Regions from separate parts of the Gossypium hirsutum genome. Here region 2 is linked to region 1. The links are chromatin contacts, called in public Hi-C maps. All regions are on one chromosome and are shown on one strand. The core of a region is the stretch at or near the end of the contact, and the rest is flanking DNA. Distances in the headings are between cores, read along the strand shown.

Region 1 (6,318 bases), core at 1,320-3,819:
ACAGCTTCAGCCCAAAATTCTTCACCGAGCCCAGCATTTGATCGCATGCAACGAGCTCGCTCCAAGAGAGTTCTATTCATGCGTTCTGCAACTCCATTTTGTTGTGGTGTTCGACGAACAGTGCGGTGTCTCACTATTCCTTCATTTTTGCAGAACTCATTGAATTCACCTGAGCAAAACTCCAAGCCATTATCCGTCCGGAATCGCTTGATCTTCTTTCCTGTTTGATTTTCGATCAAAGCTTTAAATTGCTTGAAGTTGATGAGAACCTCATACTTGCTCTTCAGAAAATACACCCAAACCTTTCTCGAGTAATCATCGATAAAGGTAAGCAGATATCTGTAACCACCTTTAGAAATTGTCGGAGAAGGCCCCCAAAGGTCAGAATGGAAGTAATCCACTGTGCCTTTTGTCTTGTGAATCCCAGTGCTGAACTTTACCCGAGTCTGCTTACCGAAGACGCAGTGCTCACAGAAATTCAACTTTCCTGTACACTGCCCAGACAATAATCCTCGTTTGCTTAGCACCGATAAGCCTCTCTCGCTCATATGCCCGAGCCGCATATGCCATAACTTCGTGGTGTCAGAATCTAGATCATCTGATGATGACACTCCCGCAACACCTGTAACCGAGGAACCATCGAGGAAGTAAAGGCCCCGCTCCAAATTACCACGTATCACAGTCAAAGCACCCGAGAATACCTTGAGAACTCCACCTTCAGCAGAGTACCGAAAGCCTTTCTTGTCCAACGTACTCAAAGAGATCAAATTTTTCTTCATTTCTGGAATGTGCCGAACATCAGTTAGAGTTCTAACAATACCGTCAAACATCTTTATACGAACTGTGCCAATCCCCATGACTTGACATGCATGGTCATTTCCCATTAGTACTGAACCAGAATGCTTCTCGTATGTTGAGAATGCATCTTTCGAAGTACTTATATGAAATGTAGCTCCCGTATCAAGAATCCATCTCCCACCAGCGTAAGAGTCGGATACTGCAAGAACGATCTCGGCATCACTTGAAGAATCTGCATCAGCTACATTCGCACGATCATTTTGTTGCTCCTGTGATTCTGATTTCTCCTTCCTTTTCGGACAATCTACCTTCATGTGCCCGTACTTCTTACAGTAGTAGCACTGTATTCTCTTCTTGGACTGCGATCTAGGATGGCTTTTACTTGAACTTCCACCCTTTGCCTTGGATCTTCCTCGAGCAACCAAGCCTTCGCCTTCATTGTTTTCGACCACCTTACCAGTGATTTTCTTCCTCAACTCACTGGAACTTAAGGCATTTTTCACCTCCTCTAGAGTCAGGTCATCACGACCGTACATCATTGTATCAACAAAATTCTCATACGAGGGAGGCAAAGAACACAAAACAATTATTGCTTGGTCCTCATCATCGATTTTGTTATCGATATTATTCAAATCCATGATAATGGAATTGAATTTATCCAGGTGCTGGGAAACAGGTGTACCTTCCTCCATCTTCAGGGCATAGAGTCTTTGCTTGAGGTAGAGCCGGTTCGTCAATGACTTCGTCATGTACTTGCTCTCTAACCGGAGCCACAAACCGGACGCGGTTTTCTCATCCGCTACTTCTCGTAGCACTTCATCTCCTAGACATAGCAGAATAGCACTATGTGCTCTTTCTAGCATGTCATCCTTTTGCTCTTCCGAAAGCGTGCTTGGTAATTTATCTTTACCAGACAATGCTTTTAGCAATCCTTGTTGAACCAGCACTGCCCGCATCTTGATGCGCCATAAACTGAAACTATTTTTCCCGGTAAATTTCTCGACATCATACTTAGTCGATGAAACACTTGTAGCCATAATTTGGAACCTTTGAATGAATGATAATATTTTCTTCCTGATGTGAAAGATCAGACAAAGCTGCAGTCACAGGGCAATTCAGAAAATATTATCACTCCTTCAACTACGCTCTGGTACCAATTTGTTGCGTAAAGGATCGATTCGAGAACTCCGATATGACTACAAGTAAATTGACCGGAACGAAAAATAAAGTGAACACAAGGATTTACGTGGTTCGGCTTTAATGCCTACGTCCACGGGCAGAGGCGAAAAGAAATTTCATTATAACAAGATGAAGATTACAAGTGTTTTACACTCAAGACACAACCCGAGAACCTCACAACTCTCAACCCCTATAGAAAACCCGAAAGCTAAAATCCTAGCTTTCAAAGAACAAGCTTTGCTCTCTCTTGGTTTGGGATGATCAATATGGCTAATGAACCTCTCTATTTATAAGAGAGTTCAAGGACATAATTGTCCAAAACTTTGGCAAAGATTTGTGGTTGAAAATGGACACCAACAACCATCCACTAATCCACTACCACCAACAACCCACTACCAACAACAACAATCCACTACCAATTTTAAGCCATTTCTTAACAAATACGAATGCAACACCTGTGATGTTCTTATTAATTCGTACTATGTTGATAAAAAAAAAAGTTACTAGTGTAAGTGAAAAATTGGAAAAGGTTATATAATTTAAAGATTAGTTATCCATATAAGTCTGTATAAAAAAATTATACATGTAAGTCAAATTTTAAGAGATTATGAAATCAGTAAAATATTTGGTGAAGAAAGGAAAATCGTAACAAATGTAACAAAATCATAGTTGATCCCAAGCTGTTAAACTTTTATAAGTAGACATCAACTCTTCACTGAGTTTCTCCTGACTTGCATTCTTAAACTCTCCCTTACAGCAGTTTTGGATAACTCTTACTTTCTCCCTCCTCCATGGCCTTTGGTCTATCTTCCATTTTTGTTATCACGATCTTTGCTATCTCCTTAACTAACCTTGCACCAGTGTCGTTGGTGCTCGCCAGAAAGCCATGTCGATTCCATGCAATATTCAACTTTGGTGACTCAAACTCCGACACTGGAGGCTTGTCAGCAGCATTTGGCCAAGCTCCTCCTCCCAATGGGTTCTCTTATTTTGGCGGCCCCGCTGGCCGCTACACCGATGGTCGCCTTTTGATCGACTTCATAGGTACTCTTTTTACACCCCCACCTTACTAAATTCTGATACTTTCCCCATAACACAAAAATGTCAAAATCTATCAGAAATTGCATGACTGCAGTCTAAACGTTGAAGATTGTTTGATATTACCCTGAACTTGTTTTAAGTTTTCTGGGGTCATTTTTCAATATATTTGGGTTAAATCATGAAACCACGATATCAAAGATTGTTTTAGCTGCATATATTTTACTTTATCATTCATCGATCATATTAGTCAGCATTATCTGTGATTATTCCTCATAATTGTCCTTTCTTCAGAGGAATTAATTACTGATGTTTGTTACCAAAAATCTTTATCTAATGATTTTTAAATTGATACTCACGATAAGCGATTACAAATTTTTTGATAAAGTTAAACAAGAATAATCCTATTAGTCTGAAAATTTATGAGTATTCTCCTAATCAAATTGTTCAGGGTCTCTTAAAAAAAACATCGGTGACTATTACTAATTTAGTCATGACCAGTTATAATTAGCTTCTTTTTTTACTAAAAAGAAATTGATACCCACAGATCTAATCCGGGAATATTAATGATCCAATTGAGTGAGAGAATGATTCTATTAGTATATAGTTCATCATAAAATTATTGGCATCCACCGATGCTTAGCGAAAGTAAACTAGTTTTACCGTCTAAAACAACCATTAATGTCCCTGTCTGAGATGTCCCTCCCTGGTCCCATTTCTCAGACTCCTATCTCCATAAAAAGGTGTAGCACGCGCAAATTGGATCTTATCAAATACAAGCAGATAAAAAGAAGTGGGTTTGGGAGCATGGGTCTTTGTTGTCCTGTTTCGATTTCAATTATTGTAATCCGTGAAGAATATTGCCTTTTTCTCTTTGATTATGATTGATAACAGATAAAACTTGAAAATATCAAACCAAGAAAACACCTAAGGGGTTTTGATCTTAATTCCTTTTTCAGCCGAGAGCCTTGGGTTGCCATACCTAAGTGCATTTCTTGACTCTGTGGGGACTAACTTTAGCCATGGAGCTAACTTTGCCACTGCTGGATCCACCATTAGACCTCAAAACACAACTCTGCAACAAAGCGGTTTCAGCCCTATCTCCTTGAACGTTCAATTTTACGAGTTCAATGATTTCCATGCAAGGACACAAGTTGTACGTAAAAGAGGTCATCTTTTAAGTACTACATTTCATTTAACTTATTTCTCAATTTCTGCAAGAAAACACACACCCAATTTCTCCTGTTGTGCAGGTGGGGTTTTTGAAATCTTAATGCCAAAGAAAGAACACTTCTCAAATGCCTTATACACCTTTGACATCGGCCAAAATGATCTCACTGCTGGTTACTTCTCAAACATGTCTACTGATGAAGTTAAAGCCTATGTTCCCGATGTGCTTAATCAGTTCCAGACAATAATTCAGGCCAGTAAAGCTAACCTAATATTCGATTAATCACTAATCGTTGAATCAAATGTTTGAATATAACTTAGCATTGATTATTACTTTGAAACCTGAAATTGTGCAGTATATATATAACCAAGGAGGGAGATACTTTTGGATACACAATACAGGTCCTGTTGGGTGTTTACCATATGTAATGGAGCGTATCCCGGTCTTAGCAGGTCAAATTGATGACTATGGATGCGCCTCTCCATTCAATGAAGTTGCTCAGTTTTTCAACCGTGGATTGAAAAAGATTGTGGAACAGTTACGCAAAAATTTGCCCCATGCTGCAATCACTTACGTTGATGTCTACTCAGTGAAATACTCCCTAATTAGCCAAGGTAGCAAGCATGGTGAGTGAGTCCCTTTATGAAACAACTAAAAACTTCATAACAAATACAGGGTTGAAGTATTCATAGAAGGTTCTGGATTTGACAATTGGATTGGATTGATATGAAAAAATTTCAGGGTTCAAGCACCCTCTTAGAACATGCTGTGGCCATGGTGGGAAGTACAATTATAACAAGAACTTGGGGTGTGGAGCAAAGGTTAACAAACATGGGAAAGAAGTGTTGGTGGGAGCTCCTTGCAAAGATCCTTGGACTTACGTAAACTGGGACGGGGTTCATTTCACTGAAGCTGCTAATAAGTACATATTTGAACGTATTGTTAATGGTTCACTTTCAGACCCTCCAACGGCATTAAACATGGCTTGCTATAGGAATTAAGCTAGGAAGGGGAACGCAAGTCTTTTTAGATTTTTAGTTGTCTATTTTTGTTCCTTTTTTTATGGATTAAGCAAGTTCTATGTCATTCTTAAGTTGGGATCTCTTTAGTTTGATTATGGATTATAAAATGATAAGCTTGGTATAATTTGATCTTTCAATTAAAATTTAATTAGTTTTTTTTGTTTATTTCTTTATGGCATTAAATGATTAACTTAATTATTAAAGTAAATTTTTCCTTAATTATTTTTACTAAATTAAATATCGACTACCTTTTAAAATTCATTTCCTAATGGCATGAAACTTTATAGATTAAGCTTATATTTTACCAAATAATGTTCCACTTCTTTTAAATGTATTTTTCTATTAAAATTATAAATACCTAATCCCATATTAAAGTGTACTATTTTTATTTTTATTTTTACTTAAGGAATTAGTCACCATAATTAATGATGGATAGCCTAATTTCAATAATATAAAGAGAGAGAGAGTTGAGTGCCCTAACTACAAAAGGATGGAATTGTTTGTCCGTTCAAGGTTTGATTATGTTACCAACACAACAAGCAAAGGTTTATAATCAAATTTCAATTCGGTAGTATTACTTTTGAAAAGTACTTTTAACCTCAAAAGCACATTTAGAGCTATAAGTGATGCTAAATATACAAATTTTGAAGTTAAAAATATTTTTGAACCCAAATGCAAAAACAAATTTTTTCTGATTTTTGTGGTTGGGAAAAGTGCTTTTGAGGTTAAATGACATTTTTAACCCTTATCTATAATTTAAAGTATTTTATGTAATATTTATATTAAATATAAAATTATTCTCCTATTAAAATTTATTTCAAATATATAGATTATATATTTAAATTTGTAATTGTTTTATTCTAATATTTAAAATAAAATTTATATATTCCAATTTAATTTTACAAATAAGTAATATTTTTTTCAAGAAAAATGTTGGATTGCTTAATATTAAAAAGATAGCACCAAAACATAAATCAATAACAAAACTCATAAAGCCCAAATTAAACACCTTCCTAACCAAAAATCCCTAAAACAAAACTGCCCAAGGCCCTTGTCGAAACCATTTTTATTTTGAAAAACAGGGATCGACTTGTCTCCACCAATCTTTTT
Region 2 (6,756 bases), core at 655-3,154, 310 kb after region 1:
CTACATAGGGCCATGTCTGTCTTTCAAGGTCTGCACCTAAAGCTTCAGAAACTTCTCTGTTGTCACCTCGCCTATATCTATCGAGGCTAAAGTCCTCTAAACAGAATTGAAATACGTTTCTCACGGTTATAAGATCTTCAATAATAGGAAATTGCTAGCACGAAGCCTTTACAACTGGGCTGAACTACCATTTGTCTTTACAGTTCGCCTGAATGAACACGTGTCCTTATTAGATGCGAACCACTCTGTAGGAAAACTAAACCCGTCTGTGAGCCTACATCTCACCCTAATATATTTTCTCCAGTTCAGCTAAAGATTAGCACATTTGTTCGTAATTATGGTCTCACCTTTATCATAAGGGGAAAAATTGTAAAAGCCCAATGAGTTCCCTCGGTTTTGGGCCTTTAATAGATATAAGCTTCGGAACACCACGAGCCATGGTGCTTTGTTATGTTGGCAGTAATCAATAAAATAAGCCATTGTGGTCCACCAAGAGAACCCACAGAGTTAACGAAGAGCAATCTGGTAATCTTGAAGAAGATGACAGAAGAACGGATACAAGGGCAAGTGGAACTTTACTTCTAGAGCATGGAGGAGGAGCAGAAAGCTATCATCACTAGTATCACTGAGCCTGTGAAGCCTCTTAGGGATGGAAAATTTGCAAGTAAAATTGGGGATTTGAATCTCCCGTGCACTCAAAACTCGACCTATTTCTTCATATTTTTGTAGCACAGATGAAGAAATTGGCTTCTATAATGACCTTTGAAGCACACTCTCGCGGTGGACAACAGAGAATTATTCGACCATCAGCACTCCTCATTTTCGACATGTTTTTTTTATGTAGAAAGAAAAGAAAAGGAAAGAAGATGTTACCTTGAAGAAAATCTCAATCAAGCCTATTTGTAGGAAATGTTAAGATTGTGAGTTTAGGGTTTCCAAAAACCTCTTTTAAATAAGTTTCTCTTCCCTGTGTTTTGACAGTTCAAATGACCGAGAAACACCAATGGTCAGATACAAACAGACGCGATCTATTCGTACACGTGGAAAAGTTAACGTCATGTCCCAGTAGTTGCTGCGTACTCAGCAAGGCTATATAAATGGGAAGTGATGGCTCTAAGGAGTGCCACTTTATAGCCTTCTTTAAACCCAATAGGGATGATTAGATTGTTATGTACTTATAATCACCAACCTAAGAATTAGATAAGGTCTAGGTCGCCAACCCGCGACCTGAAAGTTCACAGGGGGAGCTCACAAGGGAACTCGCTGTCTCAAATCGCATATATCCGAGTTCGTATATGGGGGACACGAAGTCTAGCAAGTAGCCTAAAATAGTACATGTGTTGTACATGCATAAAGTCTACTAAGAACATCAATTCCACAAACAATAATCATGTATATAAATATTCGATTATCCCTTTTAATGAGACACAATGGAAAGTTACTCAACAAAAATAAATTATTTTCTATGACATCAGTGATTCAATCAGTAGTAAAAGAGAGTGTTTATTTGGTGTTTTGAGTTTAAATTTTATTATACGCATATATATTTTTAGAATTTATTTGTTATTTATTATTTACCATTTAAAAACTTCAATAAATTGCTTTTATTTTGTTTTTCTTTGGAATTTATTTATTATTTACTATTTTCATAATCGAGACCTATGAAAATTAAAAAAAAAAAGGCGCTATTCATTTATAGCTCTAGATTTAAGTCTAATAAAAAACGGAATGAAATTTCAAATTTGATTTAAGAGTCCGGTTGATGGGTGCGTAAAGGCAATACTTAAAGTAATATTTACCATTTAAAAAACTTTAATAAAGTGCTTTTATTGATTAAAAAATTGAACATGAATTATATTTTTTGATTTATTTATTTTATATAAAGGCAAAGGAAAGGCACATGCGTAACTTTTTTTCATTTGTTCCTTCACACGCTTTTATCCGATTACACCTACACCCAAAACAAAAATGAGAAGAGTAAATTTAAGACGGTTAAGAAAATTAGTTGGCAGGAAATCTAGGAAGTTTCAGTTGGGGGCTGGCAATTTGAATGTCAAAACCTCCCCCATTGCACCTGTCCATTCACCCATTCATCCATTCATCTAATATATATGTTTAACTTTGTTCCAGGGTACTATTTGCATATTAACTACATTTTTCTTTTAAATATTTATATAGCGAAAAAAATAAGAACCCAAATTCTAATTTCAATCTCTGCTCATCAAAACTTAGAAACAGTAGAAACATTTTTCTAATATCTTCTCTCTTTTTCCTTCATTTTCTCTGTTTCTTTCCCCAGATTTTTTAAAATTTTACGATTTCTTTTCTTCTACCAAAAAGTAGTACAGAAAAAAAGGATAGAATTCTTTTCTTTTTTTTTTTGGGGAAACTGAAATTCATCGTTCAGTTTCAGGTCTTTTTTCCTTCAAGTTTTCTATATTTTTTTTTCTGTTAGTAAGGCAATCAAGAAGTTCGTTCTCTCAATTCTCGAGAGAGAAGCATAAACTTATTTCTTGCATATTTTCAGTTAAAGAGGAGAAGGTGATTTTTCTCGTGATTTAGAGCCATTTTAAATACAGTTTCAGTTTCCATCAGATCCTTTTCAGTTGTTCTCAATTATCTTTCCATTCAGGTAAGTAAATATTTGTAGTTTCTTTTCTTTCATTTAGCTTAGTTTTCCGTTTGTTTCTCGAGGAAATTCATCGTCTCACCTGCAGCCTATATAATCATTCAATTATTTTAAACCTTTCTAATTAGATTTTGAATCTTTGATTCGTTATTTTAGTGTATCCATTTTTTGCTCGTACTTACTTACTTTCTTTTCTTTTTTATCTGGTTAATAAATTTTATTTATTGTTTGAAATTTATTGGACCAAAAAAAAGTAATAGGAAAGGAGTTGAATCTGAGATTTTTAAAGGAATAAAACCTGATTTTAAGCAAACTTTGAGGTCAGGTTTATGTTTTTGGTCATTTTGTTCAGTATTATATTTCAACCTAAGCAACGCAAGGTTATGCTATTAACTAAAATAAAATAAAATCTCGGTATTGCAGTTTTTTAATTCTACAATTGTCGGATATTAGTTAAAAAAGAAAAGAAGGGAAAGACACATGTCTACTTGATTATGGAGTTAATAGAATTTATGATAGGAATTTCTCTGGTTTTGTGATTGTCCGGCGACCGTGATCTTTTGTCCAGGGGATAGCACATGGTTGCTTACTTTGTTGCGTTATGTGGAAGAGGTTCTTAGACGCTTCTTATGGGGATTCTTACATCTTTTTACAATATAATAAGATCCTTGGGTTAAGTGTTAAAGGCCGGAGTAATTAGCTTGTCTTTTCCTGTCTGCATAAACTGGTAAAATTGATTCAACTAGGATATCAGCTTGGAATTAGGTGCCATTCCCATGAAGTTGCTGTTTGAATCTCAGTTCTTGTTGGTGTGCATCTTGGTTTCTTTTAACTGTAACTATTGTTTTGCTTCATCATTTTAGTTTTAATAATAAAATTTGTTATTCAGGTCCTTTTGCTGAGGGTCTCTCTTTGTTTCATGGAGAATGGGCAACTGAATGCCTGCTAATTAATGCTCAAAGCCTCTTGCAATCTGAATTGCCCATAGTTTGTTGTGAATATACAATTCAGACGAATTTTTAAATAGAATGGGGATCTTTACACGCAGGTGCATGACTTATGGCGCCCTTTTAATTAAAAAGAATAAAGTTTATATTGTGTCTTATTGTGTATATCTATAGAAAAGGTTACTTAGATGTGGAAGTTATTTAACTTTTATTCCATCTTGGTGACTGCAGTACGGTTAGTAGAAAGCCAAATGAGAGCATGAGGCTTATTGTGACAACATTTGTTGGAGTAGTTTTTGGCTTCTTAATTGGATTATCTTTCCCAAAATTGTCATTAACAAAGGTAGGCAAACCATTTCCCCCTTTTAATTTTATTTTCATTATTATGCATCTAGCAATAATGATCTTTCTCATCTGCGTAATGGAACTTTTGTGCTGTCTGAATTTGGCAGTTCAATATATCATCTGGCATTCTTACGACCATTGATATCAAATACACTGAATATACCAACTCAGTCCCCTCAGGCTCAACTCCTTTGCAGCATCCGATTGATAATAATAGAAGCTCTGCTAATGCCACATCAAAGAAGGTATTTTTACTGGATCTGGAGATACAGGTTCATTGAACCAAATCTCTTAATGTTTAACGTTAGTAAATAAAATTTGTGGAATAAGGTTCTGGATAGTTTTTCACAGCAGTTTTCAGGTATCTTCGGGAGATTATCGTCCTGTAAAGTTTCAATACCTGACTGGTCTTTTCTGGTATTACCTGTTTACCAAAGTTTTGGTATTTGAGGGGACAGTAGAATTCATTGGATAGTTTTTTTCATGACATTTTGTATTCTTTGAAGTTTTAAAGAGGGAGTGGGAGTTTTTCCTCGGGGAAACAAGGATAGTGTGGTTCACATGCCATTCAAGCTCCTGAATGTAGGAGCATTTTCTGTTCCATTTCATGCAAAAATAAACCTGATAGTTCTCATGGTAATACATATATGCCTTGGTTTACCTCTAGAATACATCCATTCGAAAACTGAATGAACACTATTTTGAAAAAAAAATTGGCACCTATTGCTTGTTCTTAGCCCAGCATGTTTCAATACTTGAATGAACATTTGCATTTTTCATCTATATTTATATGCAATTTCTCGCATAACCAGATGCATCATTGGATTCATCTCTTACTATCACCATGTTCCTAAATGATGTGATTTTTATGTTTGATGATTTTGTAGGACCCGAATTATATAGTGCTACTCTAATATGCCAAGTTCTTATGCTTCCTTTATGACTGATGCAGATTTGGGTCCCATCAAATCCTCGAGGTGCAGAAAGACTACCACCTGGAATTGTTAAAGCTGAATCAGACTTATACTTACGCAGATTGTGGGGCAAGCCGAATGAGGTGTGTTTACTTGAACCCTGAATTCCTTTCAACTTTCTAATGCACACATGAATAAGTTTATCTCTGGTCTGTAAAGATAAATTGCTTTGGTTTAGACCGAATAAGTTTTAGAAATGATATATCACTTCTAAAACTTTTGGAAACATCTCTTATTACAAAACCTACCGGGTGTCTGCTAAATTCTAACTGAAACAACTGAATAAATGTGGAATTGTTGAATGTTTGATACATAATAAAGGGAAGGGGTGGGGTTGGGGTGGCGGAGGGGAATAGTAGTGATGTATTTTGGTATCTTAGCCAATAGCCAGTGAACCTGGATATATGAAATAACTCACTCTCATCGAGCCTGGAAAGAAGGAAAAGGGGATTAGTTAATTAACGTCAAGGAAGCAAGAGTTTCGGTGCTATAGGGTGAAATAATATCTGCATCTTTTGTTCCTAAAGCATAAAACCTTTTCAAATGCCTAATACATTTCAGGATCTCAGAAATGCAGATTTTAGTGTCTGAGAGGTTGTTTGCATTGTTAATCTCCATTCACTTGATAAAAACCATTATTATTTGTACCAGTCCATAGATTTAACGAAGAACTAAATATGATAAGAATAAAACATACTGTGGCCTTTTCTTTTCCTCGGGTTTCGGTTTTGACAGTATTGGCATCTGCAGGACTTGACCAGCACTCCAAAGTATCTTGTCACATTTACTGTTGGCTATAATCAACGAAAGAATATTGATGCTGCAGTTAAAAAGGTATCATTGTCTTTATATATTTGTGTGTGTGTCTGTGGGTGTGCACCTATGAATCTGTCTGCATTAAGTATGATTGAGTTTGTGCCTGAGTGCCTGTGTGAACATGCATCCTCATGCACATCTTCTTGGAGTCATTTCTGGAAGATAGGTAGGATGCTTAGGTGGGGATGGCATTTTCTGATGCTTATGTGATTGTGTGGTGCACATTGCATGTTGTGACTAAATGTGCTTCCAACAGTTTTCAGGGAATTTTACCATCCTTCTCTTTCATTACGATGGTCAAACAACTGAATGGGATGAGTTTGAGTGGTCAAAGCAGGCAATACATGTGAGTGTTCGGAGGCAGACTAAATGGTAAGTACTTAATTTAGATTTTCAAATTCAAGTCCTTTTGCTGGCAGGATTGGATGCAATGACTGGTTATTATTGGATTGTTTAATGATTTTAAAGATTTAACTGGTATAAATTTTTACTTTATTTTTACCTAGGTGGTATGCCAAGAGGTTTTTGCACCCTGATATCGTGGCTCCATATGACTACATATTCATCTGGGATGAGGACTTGGGGGTTGAGCATTTCAATGCAGAAGAGTTAGTCTTGGACAAACAAATTGTTTGTTTAACCTGTTTCCTTTAAAATGAAATTTTTTTAAAAGTAGTTTCTACTTATTTCACTTTTCAGATACATCAAACTGGTGAGGAAGCACGGACTAGAGATTTCACAGCCTGGTTTGGAACCGAATAAAGGGTTAACCTGGCAAATGACAAAAAGGAGAGGAGATCGTGAAGTTCACAAGTAAGAAACAGTAGGCCCCGGAATCATTGAAGTTGGATCAATTCATTGAATGATAAAATAACTTCTTTTGTTTTTGAATTTTGGTTCAGGGAAACAGAGGAGAAACCGGGTTGGTGCAATCATCCACATGTTCCTCCTTGTGCAGCGTATGTATAGCTTTGAGCATTGTCGTTTTAATATATCATGCCTTAAATCTCCGTAGATTTTTTTAAAATTAAGTATCCTTTTCTCT

Evidence for each region. Hi-C and Micro-C count contacts between places; a contact is called where the count stands out from the background.
Region 2: a contact with region 1 is called in a Hi-C map of leaf, with 1.8 times the contacts expected there. The contact joins the promoter of LOC107886476 here to the promoter of LOC107886526 in region 1. A contact is called at or near these places in 2 of 34 Hi-C or Micro-C datasets (callus and leaf).

The regions. Positions count from the first base shown.
Region 1 is chrA03:96,259,477-96,265,794 of Gossypium_hirsutum_v2.1, forward strand. LOC107886526 (alpha-L-fucosidase 3) reads left to right here and starts at 2,570. Exons shown (of 5, transcript XM_016810519.2): 1 at 2,570-3,021; 2 at 3,975-4,184; 3 at 4,269-4,438; 4 at 4,542-4,812; 5 at 4,928-5,332. The coding sequence starts at 2,769. The coding sequence ends at 5,187.
Region 2 is chrA03:96,569,562-96,576,317 of Gossypium_hirsutum_v2.1, forward strand. LOC107886476 reads left to right here and starts at 1,905. Exons shown (of 15, transcript XM_016810447.2): 1 at 1,905-2,632; 2 at 3,519-3,677; 3 at 3,808-3,919; 4 at 4,029-4,166; 5 at 4,874-4,978; 6 at 5,646-5,729; 7 at 5,968-6,083; 8 at 6,218-6,319; 9 at 6,411-6,524; 10 at 6,614-6,670. The coding sequence starts at 3,658.